Regions from separate parts of the Ovis aries genome. Here region 2 is linked to region 1. The links are chromatin contacts, called in public Hi-C maps. All regions are on one chromosome and are shown on one strand. The core of a region is the stretch at or near the end of the contact, and the rest is flanking DNA. Distances in the headings are between cores, read along the strand shown.

Evidence for each region. Hi-C and Micro-C count contacts between places; a contact is called where the count stands out from the background.
Region 2: a Hi-C map of blood shows a contact between it and region 1, with 3 times the contacts expected there. The contact joins the promoter of C20H6orf89 here to the enhancer-like site in region 1. A contact is called at or near these places in 2 of 16 Hi-C or Micro-C datasets (blood and skin fibroblasts).

What each region holds. Positions count from the first base shown.
Region 1 is chr20:10,626,601-10,630,197 of ARS-UI_Ramb_v3.0, forward strand. No RefSeq gene overlaps it. Among named protein-coding and RNA genes, the nearest start is that of SRSF3, 20 kb to the left of the region's middle. Within about 2 kb of position 1,346, at least 38 of the 54 cell types and tissues checked have an H3K27ac peak or open chromatin away from gene starts, as enhancers often do.
Region 2 is chr20:10,886,119-10,889,548 of ARS-UI_Ramb_v3.0, forward strand. It overlaps C20H6orf89 (chromosome 20 C6orf89 homolog), which reads left to right and starts at 1,332. Exons shown (of 9, transcript XM_060403145.1): 1 at 1,332-1,410.

The DNA of each region.
Region 1 (3,597 bases), core at 96-2,595:
CATGTTACTTGGCTCCCTGAGCCTTGGTCTTGTCATCTGTAAAATAGGAACATAGGGCTATTATAAAATTTAAAACAAAATAAAAAAAACCTCCAGTAATCATTAATGAATGCTTAGTGGGTGCCCAGCACTGTTCACCTAATTTAATTGATTTAATCTTCACTGCAACCCTCAGAGAGTAGGTATTACTATCTTCAAGTTAAAAAAGAAAGACACAGTTAAGTAACTTGCCCAGTATTACATGGCAGCAAATGGGGAGGCTGGAACTGGAACCTAGGCTGTCTGGCTTCAGGGTAAGAATTCCAGGGCTGGTGACTCCTAGACAGCACCTTTCTGAGTGTCAAAGACCATTTAAGGTAGATGGGTCTTTCCAAGGGCCTTAGTTTAAGGGCTGTTTAACGATGAGGAATCCACAGGTCAGAGAGTGAAAAACCTGCAGGGGGTCTCAGGCAGAGCTGAGGGTGAGGATCCAGGCCTCTGGGCAGCCTTGCCCAGTGGGGGTGCCCATGACCCACAATCCTGAGGTTATGTTCGAGGAAACACAAATCAGTGAAAAAGTGCAGTCACTTCCATGATCACTAATACAGAGTCTCAGTGTAAGGCACTTCCACTCTGGAATAGGTTGTGTCTATTATAACCCTTCCCCCAAACACTTTAAATAACAGGAAAATGGTAACGAAAGAGTAAGGCTGCAGCAGGCTATGCGGTGCGGTAACACACCTACAAACCCTGCACTTAGAATACAGACAAAGAGAAGGCTACGCTAGAATGGCTGCCTGTGCTGCGGGGGGATGGGAGTGAAGGGAAATACAGAAGAGGGGCCTAGCCGGGCACGGTGATGGCATCTGGGGAGTAGGGCTGACTCATCACTGCACCAGAGGGCCAAAAATAAAACTGAGTAAAAGAGACAAGCTGAAATCACTCTGCCTGAAACACACTGGCTCTGGGCTCAAGGAGGGAAGGAGGGGGCACACCCGGGCTGCCGCCTCACCAAAGCCAGAGAGGCCTGGAAGTGTCCCCGAGTGGAGCGAGTGAGGTGAGAGCCGGTCACACGCACGTCTGTGAGCTCAAGCCTGACACGCACTGGTCCGTGGGGCCCACCCTCTCATCTGCCATGCCAGCTGACTGTGCCCTTGACAACCAGCTGGAGGAAGAGGGCAACTTGGTTTACTCGGCTTGCCCGTCTGCAGATGGACAGTTGGATGTAGACCTCTCCTAACAGCCCGCCGGGCTCCTGGAACCTCCTGGGGAAGCGGGTCTCCCCTGGGCACAGAGCCCACAGTTCTGGGCTCGGGTCACAAGGTGGCAGCACGGGGAAGAACATCCAGATTTGCCTGTGGGCGCAGGAAGGGGGGCGTGGTCCTCGGAGCGAGAGTGACTCATGAAATATGAAACGAGGGAGAAGCCTGGAGCTCCAGGGGCTGGGAAAAAGGGCTTTAAGGAAAGTCAGGCAGGATTTTCTAGAAAGTAGTTCTCATCCCATTAGCCGTCACAGAGCTGAGCGGCTCTTATGTGTGTGTGAATGTCATCACCGCTTCTGTGTGTCCGTCTGTGAATGTGTATGTCTAGTGTGTGTGTGAGAGAGACTAGTGTAATTCTGAGTGTGTGAGGGTGACTGAGTGTGGGGATGGGGAAGAGGGAAGCAGCAGGCTCAGGTGTTGCCAAAGAGTCTAGGAGGAAACTATAAAACTGGGCGATGTGCTCTTACGAGGAAGCACTTCTTCTGGGTCCACAGGGGCAGAGTGCGAAGTCCACGCAGATAGTGGTGACTTGGAGGCATGAAGCATGGGCGGTGGTGCTGGAGAGGCGGTGGTGGCACTCTCAAGGGGTAGGAAGGGCACACACTAAAGTCCACATAGCTCTAGACTCAGAGAATGGCCTCGGGACCCAGGTTCCAACCAGCCTGGCCACTTCCAAGTGGTTACAGGTGAGACAGTCAACATTCCTGGGCTCCAGTTTCCCCGCCTGTAGAACGGCAGAAATAATTTGGCCTACCTTCCTGGCTGTGTGTGGGACTTCCCCTGGCTGCACAGTGGACAAGAATCCGCCTGCCAGTGCAGGGGACACAGGATCCCCGGTTGGGGAAGACTCCGCGTGCCTTGGAGCAACTACGCCCGTGCGCCACAAGCACATGGGGGCCACATCTAAGACGCCTTGTGCCTAGAGCCTGTGCTCCCCGACGAGAGGCCAGGGCAGCGAGCAGCTCCTGTTCTCTGCGACCAGAGGAAGCCTGTGCACTGAACGGAGCCCCGCTGCAACCAAAAATAAAAATAGAATTTTAAAAAGAGCTACGTATGGAATGCATTGAGGAGAAAGCCTAGTGTGTGATAAGTGTGGTTGTGGGGAAGACCTGAGCATGCTGTCCAAGGAGGCCCATGGACAGTCCGGCCCGGACATGCTGCTGGCCAAGTCAATCTCCTGCTCTCTCCCCACCCCCAGCCTCAGAAGCGGACCTTCCTGATGGCGCTGTGATCCTTCTCAGGGAGCGGGGAGAGTGCCCTGTCTCTGGGGAGGGGGGACCAGCTTGCCTGGAGGGGGCTGTTAGGCCTGCGACCTCCTAGATGCAACTCTAGCTGAGACTCCACACACTCCAGGAGGTTTGGAATATCAACTGATGCAAATTCCTGCTCAAGGTTTGCCCTTGTTTTTTCTTTTCATTAAGGACTGGGTGGGGAGCGTTTGGTGTCATCAGGGATTACTTTGAAAGTACCTCCTCACATTGGGAGCTGGCTTGAGTCAACTGGTCGGTCACCATGGAATTTCTTTTTTTAGTGCACAAACAGCCAAGTTAAAGCAGCTGTTGCCCCATCCAGGGTGGAAAGCGGGCTGTTGATGTAGAGCTGCCTGGCTCATATTTCTTGGGCAAACAGATGCCATGTCTCTCAACTCACCAATTAGGAAGCCTAGAAACTGTGGTTTGGAGACCACGTGTCCAGTTATGTCTAGTTATTCAGGTAATTTTACCTGGGAAGCCCTCTCTGAGTGTCAAAGCCACACGATAAGTGACATATATAGTAGCTGGTTGGTGGGGAGGGCCGCCACTTCTTAGGGCCCACCCCAGGAGGTGGTGGACATGAAGTGCCAAGTGAGGAAACTGTTTTAGAGCCAAAGTGTTAAAAAAAAAAAAAAAATCCTGGCCACAAACCACTGAGGCTTTACTGAGAGCTTGTTTTGTGCAGGTTCTGAGCCCGGGGAAGGCGTCTGGGCGGGAGGGGCCGGGGGGAGGCTGGAATGGCAGTTCAAAATAGGAGGAGGAATAACCCTGGATGGGGTATGGCCCTTCAAGAGGCGGGAATGGCATGAGCAGAGGCATGGAGGTAGGAATGTAGAAACTGTGTTACAGGGAAGAGTTAGGTTACCACAGAGTTTCCAATAATAAGTGTCCATTGTCTACTACGTGCTAGACCCTGTTCGAGTCACCGGGATGAAGCTGGTGAACAAAACAAAAATCCCTCCTCTGTGGACGTTGTAGTGCATAGCCAAGATGATAATAGCTCACACTTATTGAGTGCTTACTACATACCTCGCACTTGTTTCAAGTGCTTTATTTACTCATTTAATCCTCAAAACATCCACATAAAGTAGGCATGGTTATTG
Region 2 (3,430 bases), core at 82-2,581, 260 kb after region 1:
AGACTGTCAATAACCTATGTTAGGGACCCTGTCCTTATGCAGTTGGGCTTCCCAGGTGGCATAGTGGTAAAGAATCAGCCAGCAATGCAGGAGACAGGAGTTCAATCCCAAGGTCAAGAAGATCCCCTGGAGTAGGAAATGGCAATTCACTCCAGTATTCTTGCCTGGAGAATTCCATGAACAGAGGAGCCTGGAGGGCTACAGGCTATGGGGTCACAGTAAGACATGACTGAGCAGGCATGCCTTATCCAGTTCAGTTCAACATTCACACAGGGCGTGTTCCAGATCAGAATCTGAGCACAGCGAACGTGAAGTCGCTGGGTGTGTCCGACTCTTTGAGACCCCATGGACTGTAGCCTACCAGGCTCCTCAGTCCATGCAATTTTCCAGGCAAGATTACTGGAGTGGGTTGCCATTTCATTCTCCAGGGGATCTTCCCAACCCACGGATCGAACCCAAGTCTCCCGCACTGCAGGCAGACTCTGCTGCTGCTAAGTCGCTTCAGTCGTGTCCGACTCTGTGCGACCCCATAGACGGCAGCCCACTAGGCTCCCTCGTCCCTGGGATTCTCCAGGCAAGAACACTGGAGTGGGTTGCCATTTCCTTCTCCATTGCATGAAAGTGAAAAGTGAAAGTGAAGTCGCTCAGTCGTATCTGACTCTTAGCGACCCCATGGACTGCAGCCCAGCAAGCTCCTCCATACATGGGATTTTCCAGGCAAGCGTACTGGAGTGGGGTGCCATTGCCTTCTCCAACAGGCAGACGCGAATCTCGAGCAATTTAACCTTCCCATAAACTTCAGCTTGGTTAGTAAGAGGGTAAATGAAGGTTGTTGAAGAAGTTTCACGAATATAAAGTCCTTTGTAATGTGTGGCGAAGAGTAAACATTAATGAGAGTATAAAGAGTGTATAAAGAGTGTATAAAGTGTATAAAGAGTAATGAGTGTGCCGTGCCTAAATTTGAGTGATCTATTTGTCTGCCTTTCTTTTAGATTTCTTACGTTATCCCTCCCACTTCCTTCTCTTAATGCCTAACACGCTGCCTGTCACATAGTAGGAGGCTCAACAAATACTCATTGAGTGAATTAGTTCAGCGATGAAGTCGGCATTGGCTCACAAAGAGACCGCTGGCGAGGACTGCAGAAGACCGAGAGGGAAGAACTGGCCGCCAGGGGGAGCAAGAAGCCGTGCTCTCCAGATCTCGTGATAGTTCCCAAGTTCTCCGAGACATCGCCTGTTCTACTTCTGGCGGAAGCTTCCGGCGGGAAGAAGGAGCGCGGCCTCGTCTGTGGAGTGGGAGTTGCTTCCGGGTTGCGCGCCCGGAAGTAGGAAGTTGTCGGCCTATCCTCCTCGCCCGGCGGCTTGCTGTCCCCGAGGCGGGAGGAGCCCGAGGGGGCGCGGGCCTCGCATGTGAGTGACTGGGGCCCGAGGCCGGGAGGGGGGAGGCAGCTTCGTGACAACACTGTCGCCGCACCCGTCTGTAAACTCCTCGCGCAGCCCACCTTTCCGCGCCAGTGCCACTCCTGCCCCTGCGCTGACCCCTTCTCTGAGCCTTTGGCGTTTTGCGGACTGACAGCACCCTTCACCAACTCCCCCGGGGTCAACTTTCTTAAGACTTCTCCCTTTTCCTTGGCTCTGCCGCGGAGAGCAGAGAGTTCGCCCTAATTGAATTTGTTTCGCGGGGTCACAATAGTGACCAAAACAGCGGTCCTAGCGAAGTCTATATTTCATTGCCCTTTTAGCTTTGTCTTTTTTTTTTTTTTTTTGAATGTTTACAGTAGATTTCCCGCCCCACTCCGAAACATCTTTTTCTGATAATTGTTAGGGAAGGAATTTTTTTTTTAATTTTATTTTTTTATGATAAACATGGCATCTCGGATTTCAGAAAGGAATATGACTTGGTTTATTGGCTTGATTAAATGAGCTGTTTGTAATCTCCATTTAGAACAAGGAAATTTGCCTGCTTCATGTTGCCTAGTATTTTAAGATCAGTAGTCCTGCAAGCCACACTTCTTTTCTGGTCTAAGAGCCTGCATATCCTTGGTATTTGCCATTACACCAGTTTTAAGGTATTTGGCCTTCTCTTCATGATAGGGGCTTCCCTGGTGGCTCAGATGATAAAGAATCCGCTTGCAGTGCAGAAGTGGGTACAATCCCTGGGTCAGGAAGATCCCCTGGAGGAGGAAATGGCAACCCATTTCTGTATTCTTGCCTGGAGAATTCTTTGGACAGAGGAGCCTGGCCGGCTACAGTCCATGGGGTTGCAAAGAGTCAGACTGAGGGACTAACACTTTCACTCATAATAGAGACTACTTCCAGAATAATTTCTGGCGCTTCCTATTTGCTCATTTGGTTGTTCCCATAGTGGAAGCTTCTATGGACATCTTTCCCTTAATAAATTTGCTTGTTTGAGTTATGACAGTTTCCCTTTAAGGAAGGACATGCTTTAACCTAAATTTAGCTTTGCTACATTGAAGTTTTGACTGAAGTTCACATCCACCAATTCGAATACCACAGGCCCTGTTTGCCCTTTCTGCTTTAGACCAAAACAGTTTTCAAGACCCAGTTCAAATCCCTGTTCTTCCACAGCTATTTAAAGCTCCACACACACACAAAATCCAAGTGTGAAGTTCCTATCTTGCTCACCTAAACTCTCATTAGGCTGATGTGTTTTTGAAAAATAAGTAAAATAAACCATTAGTTTGTGAACAAAATGATTAGGTCTTTTCTATAAATTGTTCAACAGGCAGTGATAAGTTTCCATATCTCTGAGGTGAATTTCCATGTCTGTTATTAGTTTGTGTTGTTATTTTCTCCAAAAAATCTGCTTTCAAGAAACAGTTTCGTGGCAAGGAAGACAAGGAATAGATGTAATACAGGGTGATAGGGTTGTGTTTAAGGTTCAAAGGGCAGAAATGAAGGGCTGAGATTCAAAGGGCAGAAATAGTGTTCACTCATTGGACAAAGCACAGGAGGATAGTTTTTGTAAGCAGAAAATTATGTGTACAGAAGCAGAAAGGTGTGAAATAGTATGGCAGCAAAGAATATGAGGAAAGAATGGGAAACGAGACTGAACAGATAGGCAGTAACCAGTGGGTCATGCTAAGTAATTTGGACTTCATCTTATTATAATTATTAAGTATTTAATTTGGGTAATAAGACAAATGTTTTAGATATATCACCTTGTAATTGATTAACAACATGGTTGGAAAGACACAATTATCCTTATTTTATAGATAAAAAACTCTGAGGCTTTAGAGAGGTTAGAACAGTGTCTCATGGCCACACAATAGATGAAGAATCTAGTATTTGAATTCAGCTTTTTCTGACTCCAGTTCTGGTATTCTTAACCACCATGCTAAATTGTTCCCTAGCCAGGCGTGGGAAGTCAAGGAAAGTGCTAAAGTGCTTTGAATAGATGAGCAATGTG